Linked DNA regions of Mus musculus: all the other regions are linked to region 3. A link is a contact called in public Hi-C and HiChIP or PLAC-seq data. All regions are on one chromosome and are shown on one strand. The core of a region is the stretch at or near the end of the contact, and the rest is flanking DNA. Distances in the headings are between cores, read along the strand shown. Region 1 holds the start of Trappc5 (trafficking protein particle complex 5). Region 2 holds the start of Arhgef18 (rho/rac guanine nucleotide exchange factor (GEF) 18). Region 3 overlaps Gm6410 (a long non-coding RNA gene).

Region 1 (2,700 bases), core at 15-2,514, 1.0 Mb after region 3:
AGAGCTGTTACACAGAGAAACTGTCTCAAAAAAATTTAATTAGTCAATCAATCAATCAAAAAGGTGGAATACAGAGAGGCCACAAAACTGGAGGAGCACACCTGCAGCCCCAGCACTCCAGAGACTGAGGCAGTAAGATGGCAGAAAGTGGCCAGCCCGGGTGAGTTCCAGGACTGCCTAGAGCACAGTGAGACCCTGTGCAATGGTTCGTCTTCACGACCTAGATTTAGAATCACCATGAAAACACGTCTCTGGATTTCCAGAGGGAAGACCCAGTATGAATACAGGCATCACCACCCTAAGGTAAAAAGAAGGAAGTGATCTTGGCGCCAGCATTCGACTGTGGATGCAATGCCAGCGGCCTCATGCTCCTGAAACCATGTGTCAATAGCCGAATAAACAGACCTTTCCTTCTTCTGGTTGCTTTTGTCGGGTATATATGACCACAACAAGAAGGAGAAAAGCACTAATACACTCTGTCTTTAAAGCGGGGGCGGGACATTGGTGAATGGAGAGGGGACAAAGGACAGTCAATTATGTTTTCCCTAGCCGGCATGTGCTCCAGCTCTGACTACCCTAGAGACCTTCCTGCCCAACCCCTCCAGGAAAGCTAGAAAAGTATGTGACAGTAAGGGACACCGGTGAGCCAAGGCCAAGCCAGGAGGGGGTGCAAAAAATTCCCAACCCTGTAACATGAGGTTGGGGAGCGGCGGAAGTGTCTATTTGTCATGAAGGAAGCCGTTTCCACGGTGACCCTTAACTCTAAAAGAGATCCCGTCGGAACTCATACTCCCACAAAGTCTCTAGAAAACTGCACGGATGATGGGGACACTAGTGGAGGAGGCAGGAGGAAGCGGTGAGAGCCTCTGGGCCTCCCGTGCCGGCAGCCGGGAGTCACAACAGTGAATGGAGACCACCAGGTGAAGCCTTCATGGCTTCTGGAGAATGGATTGGAGCCGACAACCCTCCCCTACAAAGCATGTCCCACGGGCCAGGTCTTGGGAGATTAGGATGGACCGTCCGGCTCCCCAGCTGGGGAAAGGAACCGTGCAGAATGCTCGACTGGGCTGCTCTAGGACGCCCGGCCGGGACCGCGGAACCCGCATCACCCCCAGGGGAAACCCAAAGCAGACTGACCCGGGAACGCTGCTCCGGACGCACAGAAAAAAAGACGAGGCCCGAGCGCGCCGGAGAAGGTTCTCGGGCGGGGAAAGGTCTCAACCGGAACTGTGCTGCGGGCGGGTCAGCGGAACTCCTTGATGGCGTCGTAAAAGGCCTGTGAGTGCGCAGGCGTGCGCGGGCTAGCTCGTTTGCGCACGGAGGGCGGGGCAATGCGGTGACCGAGAGGGGCCGCAAGGGGGCGCCCGTGTCCAAGCCCCGCGGCGCAGAACGCTGGTGGGCACTGGGCTATGAGATCTTGCTATAAAAGCTGGCTTTTGAGCAAGAGTGTAGTATGCAAAGTATTCTATCCCAGGAGCACGTGCATGCCCTCGGGCACGTATCTTCTTAAGTATGTAAGTACGTGAACTGTAGACGTGATGTATTTACACGCAATTTCCCCTGACACGTGATTTTTTTTTTACCAGTGGGTGAAGGAGAACGCTTGATCTGGGGGTGTTTTTCCATCTTTCACAGATGGTGTAGCTGCAGTGTTTTAGAAGTAGTAGTAGTTTTACCTGCGGAGGCGTCTGACCATCCTTATCCTCCCTTTGTGTGTCAGTGTGTCTCATGTGCCCAACACTCCTGTGTGCAGAGACCAGAGGTTGACACTGAGTCTATCTCTATTGCTCTGGAACTTATTTTAAGACAGGGTCTAACTACTGGACCTGGGGTAACCATTTCTGCTAGCTGTCAAGCATCTCAGAAAATCCTTCTGTCTGCCCCACAAACACCTCACTGGCTGGCAGTTCTGGGGTTACAGGTGTGACCAACACACCCAGCAATTTTTTTTTTTTAATGTAGGTACTCAGGATCAAACTCAGATCTTTACAATTGTACTTTATCTATTAAGACACCTCCCCAGCCCCTTAATTTTTTGTGCTGTATATTGGTTGGTTGGTGGTTGTTTGAAACAGTCTTGCTATGTAGACCAAGATGACAACAAAATTAAGGTGATATATGTGCCCAGAGCTTCCCGTGTTTAGCTGATCTTTTTAAGAGGAAACACAAGCGGCAGAAAGAATGTAGGTCATTTTCTCCTGGAGTCTATTCATATCTCCAACCTGCATAAGTCAGGTGCAGGTTTAATTATGTCTTTTACAATGCTGCAGATGAAACCCAGGGCCTCACAATGGCTAGGCAAGTGCTTTACAGATGAACCATGCCACTGCCCCATATGCTTAATTTAAAAATTCATAGCATTGACTGAGACAGATGCAGATACTTACACCCAACCATTGGACTGAAGTCGGGGACCCCTATGTTTGAATTAGGGGAAGGATTGAAGAAGCTGAAGGGGAGAGCATGACCCCACAGGAAGACATTCTTACTCTCTCTGACTCTCTTCCCTCCCTGACCCCTTTCTCCCTCTCTCCTCATCCCCCTCCCCCTCTCTCCACAGGTTCCTGGCTGGCCTCTCCTCTTCTCTCCGCCTCTCTCTCTCTCTCTCTCTCTCTCTCTCTCTCTCTCTCTCTCTCCTCCCTTCCCAATCAGTCAGGGAGCCTGCGTGGGTCAGACATAGATCCTCTGACTACATATTAT
Region 2 (2,700 bases), core at 187-2,686, 1.3 Mb after region 3:
CACAAGAAGGGTGCTTAAAGGTGGGTACAACTTGGAGTTTTCCCTCAGAAACCAGGGTGACTCTCTTGGAGGGTCAGCCCTGTGGGAGCCACATTCAAAGCCTGTCTCCTACCTAACTCACCACCTCCGTTAGAGTGGTCAGCTCTAAATCCACTGATACATGGCTCCAGGGGTCGCCTTCCTACACCCGAGAGTGCACAAAGTCAACAGAAACTGAGGAAACTGTAGTCTTGGGTGTGCCTGGTACAAACCACAGCCTGCCTCCTCACCTCACTCCATTCCGGCAGTTGTTGTGGGAGGTTCCTCAAACTGGGCCACAAAGGGAGCCACCAGTGACTCCCCAGGGTTAAGGGCCTACAGCTGGAGGGCTATTGAGCAGAGGGTGGTCCCCATTTGGAAGACCTGGAAAGATCGGCTTTTCAGCAGATGTCAGCCTTAAAATTTTGCTTTGCAGACAGGATTCTCCAAGTCTGTGTCAGGCAAGGCTGAACAAAACCCCAGAGCCAATGCTTTGAAAGGTGAAGAGGTCAAGCTGCAGTGTGGTGGTATGCGTGCATACCTGTTACCCCAGAACTGGGGAGGCACAAGTAGGAATGCTGGGAGTTGGAGGCAAGCCTGGACTGCATGGTGAGACCCAGATTCAAAAGCAAAACAAAACAGAACAAGGCAAAACACGGACACCTGCTGAAAAGGCGCTTAGACTTCCTCCCTCATCCCTGGCCCCCTACTCCTCCGTCCCCACACAGGCTTTGCTTACAAAAGGTTCCTTCAGACTCCATCATAGGTCTCCTCTAGACCAGGTGGCCTCTGAACTCCCTATGTAGCTGAGGATAACCTAAACCTCTAATCCTCCTGCCTCCATCTCCCAAGTGATGCTTGACAGCGTACAACACCCAGCTTTGACTTATGCAGTGCTGGGGATGAAACCCAGGACTTTGCCCATGCTAAGCAAGCACCCTATCAATTGAGCTATCTCCCCAGCACCCTCCAGGGTCATTTTAGGATTCCTGATCTCTGCAGTGCAAACAGCTGCCCCACTCTCTTACTGTTGTGTCCCGGCTATAGGAGTCAATCTCCTGCCTCACAGACTCTCAGACGTGCAGATCCCGAAGTGCCCACCACTCTTCAAGATAGTCACTCACCCATGAGTTCCCGATTCTTGCTCAGGTAGGTAACTGGCTTTGTTAACAGCTCTTGCAGCTCCCATGTCACACAACCAGGGTTTCAAGGGACACATGAGCCAGGCTAACCACAGAGTGGCTCAACTCTGCCCAGTTTCCTCTTTCTAAGCCACCGGCTTTTTATGGTTGTCTTCATCAATATTGAGCAGCAGGCAGCAGGGGTCAGCAAGGAGAGGAGAAAACAAATGGAGGTGGGTTATGAGGATCTGGGAGTCCACCCTCAGCCTGTACCTGCCGTAGGCGTCACGGGGAAGTAAAGTAAAGAATGTAAAGCCTCCCACGAGGGGAGGGGAGGGGAGGCAGCAGCACTGAACCCCCACCCGGCAGCTTCCTGTGGCGCCAACTGCTGAAGAGGAACGGGGTGTGAGGGCCTCACCCTAACACTCGGGCACACAAACAGAGACACATGGGACATGCAAGTCACATGTCTCTAGACAGACACACGCTGGAACACACATGGGGACAGACACATATGTGGGTGTGTGGACCCATGGAAACATGTGGAGCTGAACGCTGGGTTTGTAAATGTCTACCAGCGATCATTCTGCTTGGTATCTGTCTGTTTTCCCGGTGTAAATACTGCCACTACCGCTAACTCCACTTCTTCAACTAACGCACTGTTACCAGAGCTGTTAAGGTTAGAGCTTGAGTCCTGGCAGTCTCCTAACAAACCAGATTCAGCGACTCATTCTAAGAAAGTCAGTCGAGGAAATGGCTCAAAGGGTCAAGTGCTTGCTGTGCAAGCAAGTGGAATTGATTTTAGTTCCCCACCCCCACCTGACTAAATAAAGTCAGGGTGTGGTAAGGCCACCTGTGAGAACTCCAGTACTGAGCTGGCAGATAGGAGAATCCCAGGGAAGGGCAGGCTACCCAGTCTGATCCAGTGTTCCAGGTTCAGTGAGAGACATTGTCTCAAAAATAAGTGCATGTGGTGGTGCACGCCTTCAATCCCACTGGGCAGGCAGAGACAGGCGCACCTCTGAATCTGAGGCCAGCCCAGTCTTCAGAGGAAGTCTAGGCAACCAGGGCAAACAACAGTGAGAAGTAGAAAAAATGTATCTATTCAGGGTTGCTGCACCTGTAAGAGGACCAAACGGCCCCCTGCTCCTCCCACCTCTCCCCTCCAAGTCCATCCTTAGAGACCTGGTATTAGATGTAGGTTTAAATAGAAGGCAAGAGGTATGCGCAGGGCTGGAGAGATGGCTCAGTGGTTAGGAGTGCTTGCTAGTCTTCTAGAGGACCTGAGTTCAGTTCCCAACACCTACACTGGGTGGCTCATAACTGCTTAATTTCTGCTATAGAAGGTCCTGTGCCCCTTCTGACCTCTATAGGCACCCAACACAATTGCATGCACACACACGCACATATCCACACACAGACAAACACACATACCCCAGACAGTTGCACACACAAGCACATATTCATATACAGACAAACGCACATACCCACAGCCACCTGCATATATACATTCATATATATACACACACAAACAAATACACATACAGGTACACGCACACAT
Region 3 (2,700 bases), core at 81-2,580:
TGTAGTGGAAGTGTCCTAAAGGAGTATGGGCATGGTCTGAGAGTAGTGGGTGTGCCCTGAAGGAGGATGGGCGTGGTCTCAGAGTAGTGTGCTTGGCCTAAAGGAGGGTGGGCATGTTCTGAAGCTGCATGGGCATGGCCTAAATGAGGGTGGGCGTGGCATTTGAAAGCATGGGCATGAATATCATTTGCATATTTGCTTATTCACATATGCATTTACATGTACACTTGCGTGCACATTGCATATACAATTACATATCATTTGTATGTGCATTTATAAATACATTTACATATATGAAAAGACCAAAAGACAACTGGGATAATTCCCACAGTGACTCGCAACTGAGGATAGCCACGTGGGTAGGGTGTCCTCCTCAAACCTAACATGAAGAAACAAAAAAAAGATTCAGAAGTCAGCCAGTCCTTCTCAGTGACTATGTAAATGTCTATGTAAATTTGTGGATGTGTCCTCGCTGTCTATGTAAATGTCTATGTGTATTTGTGGTTGTGTTCTGAGTAACTATGTAAATGTCTACATAAATATCTCTGTAAATTTGTGGGCATGTTCTCAGTGTCTATGTAAATGTCTATGTGGGCGGGCCTACCAATGTGTGGGCAGGCCTAAAGATGTGTGGGAGTGGCCTAAAGATGTCTGGGCGGGCCCAAAGATGTTATGGAGTGGCCTAAAAGTGTCTGGGCGGGCCTAATTTGAGGTGTGTTCTGTCTCTGTAAATTTGGGGGCGTGTTCTAACTGTCTATGTAAATGTATATGTAAATTTGGGGGCGTGTTCTGACTATGTAAGTGTCCTAAAGATGTGTGAGAGGAGCCTGAGTGTAGTGGGAGGATCCTAAGGATGTGTGGGAGGGGCCTGAATGTAGTGGGAAGGTCCTAAAGATGTGTGGGAGTGTCCTAAAATGTGTGGGAGGGGCCTGAGTATAGTGGGCGGGTCCTAAAGATGTGTGGGAGTGTCATAAAGACGTGTGGGAGGGGCCTGAGTGTAGTGAGAGGGTCCTAAAGATGTGTAGGAGTGGCCTAAAAAAGTGTGGTAGGGGCCTGAGTGTAGTGGGAGGGCCTAAAGATGTGTGGGAGGGGGCTGAGTGTACTGGGAGGGCCTAACGTTGTGTGGGAGGGGCCTGAGTATAGTGGAAGTGTCCAAAAGATGTGAGTGTCCTAAAGATGTGTGTGAGTTGCCTAAGGATGTGTGGAAGAGGCATAAAGCCCTGTGGGCATAGCCTGAGTGTTGTGGGCGGGGCCTAAAGTCCTGTAGTAGTGGCCTGAGAGTATTGGGCAGGGCATGAAGCTGTGTAGGCTTGGCCTGAGTGTAATGGGTGTGGCTTGAGTGTAGTGGGAACAGCATTAAAGCCGTGTGGGCGTGATCTAGGTGTAGTGGGTGTGACATAAAGACGTGTCGGCAGCGGCTGTGACCTACCACGTCACGGCGGCTGTGGGAACGGAGGCGTCTGACTGACATTGGGGTCACCGAGCGACCGGGGCGCATGGGTCGCGGCAGTTACCGTTGGGACGGGGAAACCCCGGCCTCGGCGTCAAAGTCTACGTCAGTGGGCGTGGCAGTGCGCGCACACCTCGATGATGCCGGCTCTGACGTCACAGGAGTCAGAACGCGGAAGCGGGCTCAGGAACCGAATTCACTGTCTGTCTTCAGCTGAGGCGGAATTTACAGCAGGTGTAAGAGTGAGGCAGGGGGATTCCTGTGAGTAAGGAAGGAACTGAGGCAGGGGGATGACCGTGACTGCACGGACCTGAGACAACAGGAGAGAGACTTCCGGTACGCAGCAGGAAGCCCCGCCCGCTTGGCCTTGACTGAGGCAGGGGCTTGCGCTTTATTTTTCTTTTCTCAATATATAAACAAACGCAGTGATGTAGCCGCCCCCTCCGCCTGTCAATCACCGTCTCCGCCCACTGAGCTGTGCTCGCCAATCAGAGAAAAACCTCGCGGGGCTCAGAGGACCCAAACCCGGGACTGGGACAGAATTACGACTCCTAGCATGCCTAGGGGCTACCGCCACCTCACTTCCTGTGGCAAACAGGAGATCCCGCGCGAGGAGGGAAGTAACTACAACTCCCAGCATGCACTAGAATTATTGAACCATAACTTTCTGCGCCAGACAGGATGTGCCTCCGGCCCGGACAGGAAGTCCGATCGGTCTGCTGCGGCCGCAGGGGTTGATGGGAGATGCAGTCCAGTCAGGAAGCTTCGCCTCATGCGTGCCCCGTCCTGCTCGCTGTTTCCGGTCGTACCGAATGGCACCGTGACTGACGGCACGGAGAGGCTTCCAGTGGGCGGCGGGAGCCCCTCTGCGGCGGCGGCTGAGGAGCGAAGCGGGAGCGGGAAACGGAATCACTGTCTGCAGCTGAGGCACGGGGCGGGGGATGACAGCGGGTGTGAGAGTGAGGCAGGGGGATTCCCGTGAATAAAGGAGCTGAGGCAAGGCCATGACAGCAACTGCACTGACATGAGATGGTAGGAAGCCCCGCCCGCTGGCCAGTGACTGACGGCACGGGTTTCCAATCCCCGGTCATTGAACGGCAGGGGGGGCGTGTCGAGGCGGAGAAACCGCGGAACGGAGGAATATTCGAGGACGGGGAATCTGCGCATGCACTGCTGCGCCGGCGGGCTAGAGGACCGGAAGTCCAGGCTGCGGTTCCGCTACCACGCGAATTCTCATGCCACCCATACAT

The links. A called contact is a pair of places that touch in the nucleus more often than the background predicts. HiChIP or PLAC-seq counts read pairs in DNA pulled down with a chosen protein or histone mark.
Region 1: an H3K27ac HiChIP or PLAC-seq map of regulatory T cells shows a contact between it and region 3, with 4 times the contacts expected there. The contact joins the promoter of Trappc5 here to the enhancer-like site in region 3. A contact is called at or near these places in 4 of 39 promoter capture datasets (the C10 cell line, hippocampal neurons, liver and 1 more), 8 of 484 Hi-C or Micro-C datasets (CD4 T cells, CD8 T cells, muscle stem cells and 3 more), 10 of 115 datasets of contacts at active chromatin or transcription factors (T-cell acute lymphoblastic leukemia, Th17 cells, astrocytes and 7 more) and 3 of 9 other capture datasets (adipose tissue, embryonic stem cells and liver).
Region 2: a Hi-C map of CD8 T cells shows a contact between it and region 3, with 9 times the contacts expected there. The contact joins the promoter of Arhgef18 here to the enhancer-like site in region 3. A contact is called at or near these places in 3 of 484 Hi-C or Micro-C datasets (CD4 T cells, CD8 T cells and memory CD8 T cells) and 2 of 115 datasets of contacts at active chromatin or transcription factors (double positive thymocytes and lineage negative bone marrow cells).

Annotation. Positions count from the first base shown.
Region 1 is chr8:3,675,041-3,677,740 of GRCm38.p6, reverse strand. Trappc5 (trafficking protein particle complex 5) reads right to left here and starts at 1,264. Exons shown (of 2, transcript NM_025701.4): 1 at 1,138-1,264. It overlaps Gm45231 (a long non-coding RNA gene), which reads left to right and starts at 1,342. Exons shown (of 2, transcript XR_870093.2): 1 at 1,342-1,514.
Region 2 is chr8:3,352,173-3,354,872 of GRCm38.p6, reverse strand. It overlaps Arhgef18 (rho/rac guanine nucleotide exchange factor (GEF) 18), which reads right to left and starts at 1,436. Exons shown (of 29, transcript NM_001370668.1): 1 at 1,143-1,436. The coding sequence starts at 1,146. It overlaps Gm30369 (a long non-coding RNA gene), which reads left to right. Exons shown (of 5, transcript XR_870091.2): 2 at 1-20; 3 at 1,066-1,167.
Region 3 is chr8:4,677,296-4,679,995 of GRCm38.p6, reverse strand. Gm6410 (a long non-coding RNA gene) reads right to left here. Exons shown (of 2, transcript XR_378684.4): 1 at 1,430-2,700. Among named protein-coding and RNA genes, the nearest start is that of Gm6410, 3.8 kb to the right of the region's middle. Within about 2 kb of position 1,330, at least 411 of the 459 cell types and tissues checked have an H3K27ac peak or open chromatin away from gene starts, as enhancers often do. A contact at or near this core is called in CD8 T cells, T-cell acute lymphoblastic leukemia, Th17 cells and 15 more, where this site is marked.